Regions from separate parts of the Danio rerio genome. Here region 1 is linked to region 2. A link is a contact called in public Micro-C data. All regions are on one chromosome and are shown on one strand. Each heading gives the region's core, a stretch centred on a gene start, on an enhancer-like site or on the middle of the called end of the contact. The rest is flanking DNA. Distances are from core to core; before and after follow the strand shown.

Region 1 (6,739 bases), core at 549-3,048, 190 kb before region 2:
GACACTAAAATCCACAGAGCTGGAGCTAGTTCCATCCGATACAGTGGCCTGTTTGGAGAGCCCCAGCTTGGACTTAGAATTGACAAACACTGGTTTAACTACATCAAAGGTTTTAGAGGATAAACAGGAAGTGTCTTTGTCCATCGAGGTATCAAAGAAGCGCAATTCTACTGACGACTTAGAGGAGATAGTTGAAAACAAAGTACAAAAAATAAGCTGAGAGTCTCACTCATCTCCATTCCTTTTTAAAAGCTTTTACAAATTGCTGTTACGTAGGCCACACATTTCCAGATCAATAATCTGTGTGTATTCTGTCATTTGGCAAAATATACATGATTCCATGATTTAATTTTTTTACCATAACTCTTTTTTACATTTTTATTCATGTTTGTCAGTGCTATCTAATGCAATGTACTTGTGCTTTTAAAGACTGCATTGGGTTTCATTTATCATTGAGCGTAAACAGACTTGCTACTGATCATGTTTTCATAATAGAAACATTGTGCGGCGAAGAGTTATTAGCTGTGGAATAATTTAATGTAAGGATGCCAAATCTTGAAGTTCTACAGCCATAGTGATATTTAATAATAACCAGTGTTTATTTATTTTGAATTAAATCCCAAGAATAATTATTGACTTTAAGTTAAATTGTCCATTTGTTTTTTACAGATGATATCTGTTGCTTTTCTAAGTGTAATCTGAAATTTTCTTCAAAAATGAGCTTTTTTTTTAAAGTCTACTGTGTGTAGGTTCAGTAATTTCACTTAAACACAGTAAAAAGCATATTCATTACCTTGAAAAGTGAAATTACTAAACTTACACGCAAGGTCTGCAAAAAATGCTCATTTCACAAAAAAAAAAAAACAACTCAGATAACTGAGCTTGAAGGACTGCATCCAAACATCTCTGCCATAACTCAAATAACTTATTAACAAAGTCATCTGGAATGGCAAAGAAAGCCGTCTGGCAGTATTCCCAGAGTTCATCAAGATTCTTTGCGTTTATCTTCTTTGCTTCCTTCATCTTACCACAGACATGCTCAATAATGTTCATGTCTGGTGACTGGGCTGGCCAATCCTGGAGCACCTTCTTTGCTTTTAGGAACTTTGATATGGAGGCTGAAGTATGAGAAAGAGCGCTATCCTGCTGAAGAACTTGCCCTCTCCTGTGGTTTGTAATGTAATGGGCAGCACAAATGTCTTAATACCTCAGGCTGTTAATGTTGCCATCCACTCTGCAGATCTCTCGCATGCCTCCATACCGAATGTATCCCCAAATTATAATTTTTTCCTTGACCAAACTTGACTGAATTGTGTGAGAATCTTGGCCCATGCAAGTTTCAATAGGTCGTCAGCGGTATTTGTGATGACTGGGATGCAGCTCAACAGATGATTCATTAGAGAAATTGACCTTCTGCCACTTTTCCAAATGATCAACTACAAGTCAAGTTATTATTTGTATATACATGCATATGAGTAGTATATAATAGTACTACTTGTATACTCATACATGATATATGTGTTAATGAGTAGAATCAATATAACTTATTTCGAAATAACATGTTTAAAACTACTACATATATATATTTTTATTTATTATTATTATTATTCAAGTGTATATAAAACTTATATAAAGTATATATTTTACAAGTTTTTAATTCTGGAACCGACTAGTGTGCTGATTTTCCAAAAAAGAATCGCAAAACGGGTTAAATGTTTGTTTTCTTTGCCACCAAGCACCACCTTGAAAAAGATAACCGCTCATGATTTCTCCAGACCTCGTGGTGGCAGCACATCAAATGTTCAGGTTGTATCTACCGAGACAACAAACGTAGAGGAAGGAAGCGGGGAATTCACCATTGCACTGTTGTGAGTATTTTATTAAACAAAATCCTTTAATTTAAAAGCTTAAATTACACTTCAGTTTAAAATACAAACATGTATGGAACAAGAAAATGCGGTGATGAAATATATTATGCAATGTATATATATATATATATATATATAACGTTAGCACAGTCACTTGTATGTGTATCTACCCTGGTTGTTATTGTTCAGCATTTAGACATCCAGCCTATCAGTATTTGCTTTAAATAACGTTACATTTCAGGAAAGACATTTCACGACAATAAATTAGTTTTGATATGTGTAAGTTAACTTGCAGCATTGGTAATGTGACAGATAAATGCAATACGTTTTGTGATTGCTCTCTTGTGTGTTTGGCTTTATATACGCACATTCGGACTTTCTATAATTTCAGAAAAATAATATTTGCAGATTCTACATAGACAAGTCATTTTAGCAGCCAATTACTACCAAAGTAACGTTACACTGTTCACAGTCAATTAAATAGTGCTCATGTTATTTTGAAGTCTTACCTAAATGCCAAAGTAGCGTGGTAAACAATGTAGGGACCGTTATCTTTTACAGTTTATGGTTACAATGAACGAATGTGCGAATATGAATTTAAATTTACCTCAATTGTTTGTTGTCAGTGTTTGAGTTGAGGCGTATGTCCCAGTCAGCTCAGCCCGCCGCCATGCCCTCCGCCCCAGACTCTCCCTCTCTGAGCGTGAACGTCAGTGGGAATGTGCAGAAATACAGCATCAAGAAGAAAAAGGTGTTAAACGCAGAGGAGACTGAGCTTTTCGAGCTCACCCAGGCTGCAGGGGTGGTCATTGATCAAGAGGTTTTCAAGTGAGTCACTCAAAATGTACATGTAAACCTGAAAAAAAGAGCAAAAAGAAATCCTTACTGTAATTAAAAAATAAGGGTCGACTGTGTTTTTATGTTTGTGGACTTTTTAGTGTAATGTAACCTTTCTAAAATGAAATGGCTACAAATTAGGGAAATAATATTCAGTCATTCAGTGCAACAAATGAACCAACGTACTGATTCTGACCCATGCTTTTAAAATTCATAAAGTAATAGTATTGTCATTGTATTGTTTTTCAATTGATAAAATATATGGCTGGAAAACAGAAAAACAATAATAAATTAATAGGATTTCAAAAGTACTCCTTAAATAAAAAAATAAAAGTAAATACTATGAAACATTTAAATGGTACTTTTGGATAACACTATATCAGCCAAACAGTTTTAAACTCATATATATTAATATATATTTTTTTCATTAGCAGCAAATCATCATATTATTATGATTTCTGAAGGAATCATGTAACATCGACTGGAGTAATGATGCTGAAAATTCAACATTAACAGTTTAAATTACAATAATAAAAAGTTTTCACTGTATTTTTGATCAGATAAATGCAGTTTGGTGGGCAGAATAGGCTTTAAAAATAAACAAACAAACTAAAATGTAATGGATTTATTGAACAATGTTGTCTCTTTAACTAGAGTTGCACAAAATTTAAATATTTAAAACCATAAAGCATGCACTGCTTATTTCACTTTTATCTTTGCTTTATTGCATTCATCAATGCTTGTAGTTCATTACATGTTATTCTCAATTCACTCCCCTGCAGAATTATCCCAATCAATCAAAATCAACTCATTTGATCACACTTTAGGCACCAAATCACATTAATAACTAGTTGCTTATTAGTATGCATGTTCTTGAGGTACTGGCTATTAAGATATTAGTACTCATAAACTGCATATACTGCATGATCTTATTCTACATCTCTAACCCAATCCCTAAACTACCTTGAAATCCATTTATAATGAGAAATTAGGAGTTTTGAAGCAAATGTCATGTTTAATAGTTTGCTAGCAGCAAGAATTGAACCTTTAAATAAAGTGTGACAAGGAATTCTTTCCAAATTGTACTATTCAATCATTTGGGGAAATTTTATAGAAGAGCGTAAACAGACAATATGTCACAGAAAACTCAAATATCACAATTTTCCAATATCATGCAGCCCTACTGTTAACCCATACATGTTGCAGATTTCATTAAAAAAAAAAAAACATCTTCAAGACTCATTTCATGTGTCTCATGATTTTTAACACTGTCCTGCTCTACTACAGGATCATAGTGGACCTGCTGAAGATGAACGTTGCGCCTCTAGCAGTCTTTCAGACTCTAAAGACCATGTGTGCTGGACAGAAGGTCTCTGAAACATCCACCGGTGACGCATCTTCAACATCTCACACCACTGCTGTCCCTACGGAGTCAAGAGGTGAGTGAACAACATGCTAAAACTATGGAGGAAACAGACCAAATCATAATGTGCCACAGTTTTACATAACTTGAGCTGAAAAGTAGATGAAGTCCAACTCAAAATAACATCTGTCTTATCCTGCAGGTGATTAGATCTCTAACTTTGAACTGGAATCAATTTCTACATAGGGATGTGGGATATTTATTGACTACAAGCTGACGTTGTCCAATATTTCACTCACTTTTGCAAAAAACAAATAAAGGTGTATCTTCATAGAGCATCTCTGTGTGATGAAGCCTTTTAGATTACATTTAGAATAAAGTAAGTAGTAATATCACACAATCAAGACTGGCAATTTTCTGTGTGTGATTTGCAAACATGATATTGATTTTATAAGACGGTTCATTAAACTAGAAGATAATATTGAGCGAGTTAAATTTTAGACATCATTCTAGTTTTGTCAAAATACCGTAATGCCTCTTACCTCTTACAATGCATTTAAAATCATAGATATTGAATTACTTTTTGTTGTGATACGGTCTCACCCCAGTCAAACAATTTGGTGATAATAATACAATTTTCACTGATGCACACATCTCTTCTTTTTCTCAACTCTCTCTTCTTTTTCTCAACCCTCATTTAAGTTACAAACAAGTTGTGAATCAAAAGACATGTGAAAGAGAACCAATTAAAGTGACAGGGCAAAATATTCCTGCTGCCGCCTGTTTTCATCATTATTAATCAAACAATAAAAGGACAAAATCACTCACTGCTCTTGACTGAAGGACTTTTGTAGCTAAAGTGTTTTTCTGACAGTGAAGATGCTTAAAGCACAGTTTGTTTCATATTTTTATTCTATTGCATTTATTTCCCTTTGCAGAGAGGAAAATAACTGTATATATGCAGTTAAAGTCAGAATTATTAGCCCTCCTGATTTATTAGCGACCCATTTCCCCCAATTTCTGTTTAATGGAAAACATTTTTTTAACCTATTTTTGAACATAATAGTTTTAATAACTCATTTCTAATAACTGATTTCTTTTATCTTTGCTATGATGACAGTACATTATTTTACTAGATATTTTTCAAAATGCAAGCATTCAGATTAAAGTGCAATTCAAAGGCTTAATTAGGGTAATTAGGCAAGCCATTGTATAACAGTTTTATTCTTTAGACAATCAAAAATATTTATTGCTTCAGGCGGCTAATAATATTGACCTTAAAATAGGTTTCAAAATATTTAAACCTGCTTTTATTCTATTCAAAATATAACAATATAACAAATAAGTTAAACGTCATTTCAACAAAAATTCACTGGAGGGCGAATCATTTTGACTTCAACTGATAATCGTTTTGAATAATCGTGATTACAATTATGACCAAAATAATCGTGATTGATTTTTCCCAAAAATTAACAGCCCTAACAGAGATAATATGATTTTTATTCTTGGACAGTAGAGCCTTATTTAGCATCTTGTAACAAAGGGCATATTAGGTTCCTTTTAAGACAGATATTTGCTGCAACTAAAGCCCTGCTCACACTGTGGGATTTCAGCAACGATTTGGTCATCTAAGACAAATTTGAAAAATCCTTAAAGATTGCTGAAATCCTTGGCTAAAAATGTTAATCTTTAATCGTTGGTTTGACATGTTTGCAGACAGGCACTGAGTGCCCGTTGCGATCAGATTTTTCCTCCAATGAAGTTCTGGCAGTGTCAGAAGATTTCGGAAACTTTCCTGCAGTGGGACAACAGCTGCAAAGAGTGTCAATCCAAAAGCCAATAGGAGCTTCGAATTTGATGTCACAATCCATGCAACAATTCAAATGTCCGCAGGAAAATGTTAAAACTTTTTTTTCCTTCCTGGTTTTATTATTGAGAAACACTGTGTGCAAAATTGCAGCTACAGATTGTTTACGTTTCCTGTGAGGAATCATTTCAGAATGCGGGATAGTGAAAGTGTCGTGTGGATGACGTTAAACTCCGGTGGCGTTTTCTTCCCTGTTTGGCACGTCCTGATTGTCGTTCAGTTTGACTTCATGACTGCTGAGATCTTACAGTGTGACATGGGAGCCATGTTCGTGCAGTCTGACATGCTACAGTCATTCGGGTTATAAAAGATCGCACCGTGTGAGTCGGCCTTTAGAGCCGGTTTTCTTGTCAATTTTATTTACATGACAAGCAAATACTTATTATCACACAAAAAAGCCTCCCCTCAGCCCCCAAGATTGATTTGTGCTAGTGTTGTTCAAACCCTTTGATAATCTGTGTGTGATTCCTATAGAAGAGGAGAGTGCGGCTTCAGGAAAGAGCTCTAAAACCACAGCCCCTCCCTCTTCATCTGTGTCCCGCCCACCAAGGGGAGGGGCTAAGATAGTTGTCTACAGCGACTCGAGCGCTCCTGTCTCTCAAGGTTTTTCTTCTCTCTATCTTTCTTTTCACTTCGTTCACTCATACCTTTTTCTTTTTCAAAATCTCAGTGCTTGTGAGTTCAAGGTCTTCTCTTCACTCTCATGAACTATTTCCGCACATTTCTCATACTGACAAAACTAATTCCTGCCTCAGCTTCATGTTACAGCGTGTCTGTCTCTCATTCTCATGCCTCACCGGTTGT
Region 2 (7,233 bases), core at 4,596-7,095:
GATGTGGAGGCTGAAGTATGAGAAGGAGCGCTATCCTGCTGAAGAACTTGCCCTCTTCTGTGGTTTGTAATGTAATAGGCAGCACACATGTCTTGATACCTCAGGCTGTTGATGTTGCCATTCACTCTGCAGATCTGTAGCACACCCCATACCGAATGTAACTCCAAACCATGATTTTTCCTTCACCAAACTTGACTTATTTCTGTAAGAATTGTGGGTTTGTGCAGGTTCAAATAGGTCTTCTGCAGTATTTGTGATGATTGGAATGCAGTTCAACAGATGATTGATCAGAAAAATACCTTTTGCTACTTTTCCAAAGGATCAACTTGAAGTCGTTATTATTTGTTGCTCTTACAACTGGGCGTTATACTTGGCGTTTATTTTGTTTTGTTGTTTTAATTGTTCATTCTAGTTTTAAGGTTATTCACGTTCCACAACATAATTAGTTAATTCCAATAAATATGTTTTTTTTTATACCTGAGAGAAGAATATTGTCACCTCTATCCAGTTTTTAAACACTTCATTAATTGCTTACAGTTTAACTGAAGTTACGAGATGAGATGGGTATTACACTTAATGATCGTAGAGTTTCTATTTCTCAAAATATCTAATTACAAAATCTATTTTTAAAATTAGTGTGCATAGAGTCAACGATGAACCAAAAGCGGAATGTGGAAATTAAGAAATATTCATCTAAAACAGCATAAAAAAAATACAGTGGAAGGCAGCTGAGTGGCTTTTGTTATAAAACACAAAAGAGGCGACATGTACTCATGACACACCTTGCTTAGCAAATCATTGGCATTAATATTCAACCCACCCTACAGCTGTACAAAATACTACATGTGCATATTCACACTACTCATATTAATATGCATATTCAAGTGGGAAAAAATGGTTTGAGAACAGTAATATTACAAGAAAGATATTTATTTACTACAGGAAAAAGAGAGAGAGAAAAAAGAATCACAGTTTAAGAAAACTACTTCAGAAAAATATATTGCTCAAAAAACTAAAACAAGTTTAAAGCACTCAAGATTTCCTCTCAACAAAAAAAACACGGCTTTAACTCTAAAAGCCAAGAGGAAATCTGGAAGAATTCACATAAAAGGTGATTCATAGTGTTCTCATATAATGTGTCTATAGTGTCTTCCCATATTTTCAGCTGATACAAAATTGCAAGTGAGACAAACAATATGGAGGAAAGTGAACACGCTCCCGAAATGGCTTTTTTCACATCCAAGTGCGCCCTCACGCGGTCACCCACATTAATGCTCTAAAACAAAGTGTGTGAGCGCTTCTTTCACAGCTTAAACAAATTATGAATAATATAACATACACGGGTCGTTTAATAAATCGTTGGTATACATTTTAGGCAAAAAGAAGGATACGCAAACGAAAATATGTCTACGGAATACTTCAGCAGGCCTACGAGCAGAATGCTAACGATGTCAAAACGCATTTTGCTTTTACATTACTTAAGTCAACAATAGTGACGATTTGTCACTCATTTTATACTAGTCGCAAGGTTATTGTATATTCTAGTATTGGTATGTAAAATAGGACATAAATGTAGCACGTCTCACATCGGCTCTTTCGGATACTACCAAACCATATAACAGTTTAAACAGCAAGCTACATGTAAACTTTATTTAAACCTGCACTTACCTTAGGTTTACATTTGCATATATTTATGTATGAATATGTCTAATTCTATTCACATTTTAAGAAAACACAAGTTTGTGTAAGGGTTTACTTAAAGGGATAATTCACCCCAAACCCTTCACTTGTTGTAAACCTGTTTGGGTTTCATTCCTCTGTTGAACACAGAGGGCATTTTTGGAAACAGATCCACTGCCATTCATTGTAGGAAAAACAAATACTATGGATGTCAATAGTTCCTGGTTTCCAGCTTTCTTCAAAAAAAATCTTTCGAGTTCAACAGAATAAAGAAACCCAAAAATGGTTTTCAAAGTATAACATTTGTAAGAACTTATCATAAAATCAAAAACAATAATAATGATTAATCCACTGCACGTCTAATATAAGATTTACAATGTTATTTTGCTGCTCACATTGTCTTGAAACTCAACTTTTTTTTTTTTTAAAGCAGTTTAAGCTGCAGATCAGGTCAACTTCAATAATAACAAATCAAATGCAAACAGTGATTAAAAATCACAGTTATAATTTTGAGCAGTCAGCACGGTAAATTAAGGGGTTGTGCTTAAAACACACATTAAATACTGCCTGTTTTAAGTTTCTGCCTTTTAGTAATAAAACTAAAACCAAAACCAAAACCTAGATGCTGTAAACACCACCTGTTAAAACCTCCCAAATATGTTATGTAGAATACTTACTAGTACAGGCCGCAGTGTGCAAGCGCATCTAAATTACATAAGGGTATTTTTCTCTATAAAGACAATGGAGTGTGGTGGAGTGCCATGAAACTAGAAACTAGTACTCAAATGTTTTTACTGCGTCTTTTTGCTTTTGTGGGTGTGGACTGGACCACTTTGGTTTTCCTCCGCAACACTCTCCTGTCAACCACTGGAGGCTCTTCCTCTTCTTCTTCTGAACTGTGTTCAACAGCTTCATCTTCTTCTGTGCTCGCCTTCTCATCAGTGCTTGTGAGTTTTTCCTCCTCTTCTTCATCATCAAACTCATCACTGATTTCCTGTATGATCACAGCTTTTCTCAGTCTATTAGATGTTCGCTTGGGTGTTGGTGGAACAGGTTTGCAAATTCCTCCTCGAAGAACTCGAACCCCAATAGGAGAATCTTGAATTTTATCTGAGCTTTTTCCTTCCTCATCATCATCTTCTGTGGTGGCGGTTTCCTCCCCTTCTTTTTGTTCATGTTTGTCTTCACCTTCAGGCAGTTTTTCCTCCTCGTTTTCAGAGTCCTCCGTGCCAGGTTGACTTTCCTGAGTCTCAAGTGGCTCATCGGAGATGGTTTCATCTTCTTTGTTCACAGCTGGTTCATTGGTTTCTTCAATAGGAGATTCAGTGGATTCGTCCATTGAAGCTTCTTGTTCTGGAGCGACTGGTTCATCTGAAGCCTCATTGTCTTGCAAAGAGGAAACACACTCAACCAGGTTAGTTAAAAGGACTGGAACCTCAGGTGGATGATCAGAGTCCTCAGTTTCATCAACTGCAGAAGCTGCTTCCTCTTCAACTGCAGAAGCTGCTTCCTCTTCAACTGCAGAAGCTGCTTCCTCTTCCACTGCAGAAGCTGCTTCCTCTTCAACTGCAGAAGCTGCTTCCTCTTCCACTGCAGAAACTGCTTCATCTTCAACTGCAGAAGCTACTTTATCTTCAACTGCAGAAACTGCTACATCTTCAACTGCAGAAGTTGCCTCCTCTTCAGCTACAGAAGCTGCTTCATCTTCCACTAAAGAAGCTGCTTCCTTTTCAGCTATAGAAACTGCTTCCTCTTCCCGTTTCTGCTCAAGTTCCCCTTCATCTTCAACTAGAGGAGAGACTTCTGCCTCTGCTTCTTGTCTTTCTTCTGTAACACGTTCTTGGTCCATCTGCTCCACTGCTTCCACAGACTCATCGGGAGTGTTAATAATGTCATCCTTCACAGAACAAACAACATAATGATAAATCTGTTCGGTTTTAGAGGAATTGTAGTATAGTGACATTTAAAACACATTTTATTCATTATTTATTTGTTTCTTTTTTTTAATTCTCCTGTTAAGGAACAATTCCTTAAAATACAATAACACTTTGTGATCAGGATGCATTAACTAATATTAGTAAATGTAATTACAAAGATGATCTGAATAAACTGAAAATAATCAACAATACTTGAACAGCATTTACTAATGGTAGTTAATGCTAATTTCAACTTGTGCTTCATAGCAATAATCAAAGCACTATGAGTTAAATCATACAGGATAATGTATTCTTTATTCTGTGGTAACAACTGGCTGTACATGATCTTGCTTATTACATGCTATATTCAACAAACCTAAACAATTAGAAACAAAATATTAAATGGGAGTTGCAATAATTTACTAGCTCTTTAATTCAATGTAAAGCTCGCCAAAAAATGTCTTAAATGGTTTGATGCGGCAAACACTATCTTATTTGTATTTGTGTTTTCACCATTACCAGTTTCAAGGTAAACCACAGTAAATGTTCTGATAGTTAGTGTCAGGGTTTCCAATTTTTAGTGAACTTTTACAAACTAATTGTGAGAGGAGCATGTGATATGATTGTTCGTGGCTGGCCTCTCATCTGTATTCTGCAACAATCCCACCACATTAGTTCAAGCTTGCAATAAATAGGCCCATTTCACCCTACTGCCTGATCTTTGTTTTGGAAGAATCCCTCCTTTCACCCCATCTTCTCCTTTTTCTCCCTTTACCAGGAGGAGCTCTTAAGACCTACCTGACAGTCATTTACAGACAACTATACTGGAAGACTATACTGGGGAAAAAATGGCATTGCAATATTTTGCTTCTCTGCTCTATGTATTGCGATATGAATATTTTCACAAAATGACTGTGTTTGAAAAGAATTCAGAATTTTACATTAATTGGTTTGATTTATTGAGAGGGCATCTGCATAAAATGTACAAAATTTAAAAAAGATAAATGCATAATAATATGAATTAAATGGCCTGCACGGTGGCGCAGTGGGTAGCAGGATCGCCTCACAGCAAGAAGGTTGCTAATTTGAGTCTCGGCTGGGTCAGTTGCAATTTCTGTGTGGAGTTTGCATGTTCTCTTCGTGTTCGCTTGAGTTTCCTCCGGGTGCTCTGGTTTTCCTCACAAGTCCAAAGACATGCACTATATGTACACTGGGTAGGCTAAATTGTCCATAGTGTAAGTGTGTGAATGAGTGTGTATGGATTTTTCACAGTGATGGGTTGCAACTGGAATTAGCAGCTGGATAAGTTGGTGGTTCATTACGCTGTTGCGACTGCAGATTAATACAGGGACTAAGCCAAAAAGAATATAAATGAATATAAAATAAAGCACAGATAAAAACTAAATAAGCATCGCTTCATGGTTTTCGGTGGAGTCTAACAATATCTACTTACAGAAATTAAATAATCAAATAAAAAAGAAAATGATATAGTCTTCATTGTATAGATAATTAAACAATTCATCTTTGCTAAACTTATTCATTTCTTGTGTCCAAATGGTTTAAATCAACTTGAAATTGCTTGACATCTTGTGATGTGAATATTGCAGATTACCACAATGTGATATTGATGCTGAAATTGTATATTGTGCAGCCCTAAAGCATATATCTCTGAAGAACTATTGGGACACTATAAACTGGAGTAATCGCTATACACTGGAGACATCTCAAGAATAAACTGCCAATTGAAGTACATTAAAAGAGAACATTTTACTTTTAAATAGTAATAATATTTAACCTTTTTACTGTATTTTGGTCAAATGAATACAGCCTTTTTGAGTGTAAAAACACTGACTCATAAATAGTAATGTGTGCCGCTTAAATCATGCAGCAGCACAGCACTGACCTTAAAATCGAACTAAATTATTTACCTGTGCATCTCTATCTGCCTCCATCTCTTCATCAGCACCATTTTGGATGGCAGCTTCTGCCTCTAGTGGGAGCTCTTGGTTGACTGGTTCATCTTCTGCGTTTGCTGACCTCTCGTTTTCATCTTCGTGACTCTCACTCATTTCTCCATTGACTTCTGCCACCTTTACAGACAGACAGAGAACTTGATTATCTATAATCTGGCTGTGTGGAATATTTGTATGTGTGAATTGGCATAAAATTTGCACCTCTGGCACATGAACAAACATGCAGTTTTATGAACTGCAGCATAATTTGCATTGGCAACTGTTGTAATCCAGCTTGTTTGTCCACATTCTCAAATGATGAAAAAATAGTGCCAGATGCCTCGTCACTTACCAGAATTTCAGTTTCTGCAACAGAGGCCACTGAGGTCACAACAAACTCCTCCTGGAGTGAGTTTTTTTCAACTTCTTGGCCTTGTTCTCCACTTTCTCCATCTGTGTGTTCTTTGGTCTCAGGTACTGCATCAGGATCAGTCTCTGCTTCTGGTTCGACCAATCTAAAGCCATGAAAAGGCAGATAATAAGGTAATACAGTCAGGTTGCATTTCTGCCCACTGAAGCTGATACTTCTGAACGTTCCACATCTGCACATTCATGCATTTTGCACACTCCCTAGACACCTATGGACATTTATTCAAATTCACACATACCCTGATCATATATTGTGTAAGTTTGAGTGTGCTCCATGCAGGTGAGTGGGCTAGACAAACCACCTGTACGATACGCTTTCCTCTCTATGCACCGGCCACTTTATTAGAAACACTTCTATGTTTTCTACTACATAGTTATATTCTTCATATCTAAAGTTTTAATTTTTTATATTGGTTCTTATTTTGTCTACTTATAACTACTTTGTCTATATCTAAATTTTTCTGTGTTTTTACTAATTTTTATACTTCATAATTTAGATTCTTATTGATATTATTTTTAAAAAAAAATTAAGGTCACGGGCAGTTGTATAAGCATTTTACTGCATATTGTACCGTGTATTTGTGAAAAAATAAAATTTGAATCTCAAAAACAAATCATCCTACCACAAACTTATGAAGAAGTTTTTAACAGCAATAATATAAGCCAAGTCTAAATTAAAATAATAGAAAGATGCCATCACAGGGATGAATAACATTTTAAAATATATCAAAATATAAGCCAACATTGTATTTATAAAAATAGTAAATATTACACAGTTTTACAATTATTACCATACTGTTGCTCCAATAAATGTATTCATAGTGATAAAAAAACTAAAACAAAACATTACAGACCCCAAACTTTTGAATGGAAGTGTATTATGATCTAACACTAAAAATGTATTGCTCTTTGTTTAATGTTTTAATCTGCCTTAACGTTTCAAAATATAGCATTAGTTAGTGTATTATGAACAAATTTCTAATTTATAACATTATATTTGAAACTAGCAATGACATATAATAAATGCTGTAAAACGGTTCATTCCTAATTAACTTCACTAACTTTACTACAAAGTTTTTCTAGGTAGTTTCAAAGGTGTTCTGGGGTCCATTCTTTATACGTGTATTACTCGATTAGCTGGATTTGGTTATTGATGATTTGACACGATCCAGGATCATTTCATTCTTCAAAACTCATCCAAGAGTTGTCATAGCAACAGGTCTGGTAGCGCAAATCTGCTCAGGAGCAGGCATATT

What was found. A called contact is a pair of places that touch in the nucleus more often than the background predicts.
Region 1: a contact with region 2 is called in a Micro-C map of caudal fin, with 6 times the contacts expected there. The contact joins the promoter of mzt2b here to the enhancer-like site in region 2. A contact is called at or near these places in 5 of 18 Hi-C or Micro-C datasets (caudal fin, embryo and skeletal muscle) and 1 of 4 datasets of contacts at active chromatin or transcription factors (embryo).

The regions. Positions count from the first base shown.
Region 1 is chr21:17,493,014-17,499,752 of GRCz12tu, reverse strand. mzt2b (mitotic spindle organizing protein 2B) reads left to right here and starts at 1,798. Exons shown (of 4, transcript NM_001316934.1): 1 at 1,798-1,868; 2 at 2,495-2,696; 3 at 3,993-4,144. The coding sequence starts at 2,512. It overlaps zgc:193801, which reads left to right. Exons shown (of 8, transcript NM_001130782.1): 8 at 1-292. The coding sequence ends at 220.
Region 2 is chr21:17,303,618-17,310,850 of GRCz12tu, reverse strand. fam169ab (family with sequence similarity 169 member Ab) reads right to left here. Exons shown (of 13, transcript XR_012396678.1): 11 at 5,901-6,063; 12 at 3,969-5,686; 13 at 915-3,915. Among named protein-coding and RNA genes, the nearest start is that of fam169ab, 28 kb to the right of the region's middle. Within about 2 kb of position 5,845, at least 2 of the 62 cell types and tissues checked have an H3K27ac peak or open chromatin away from gene starts, as enhancers often do. A contact at or near this core is called in caudal fin, where this site is marked.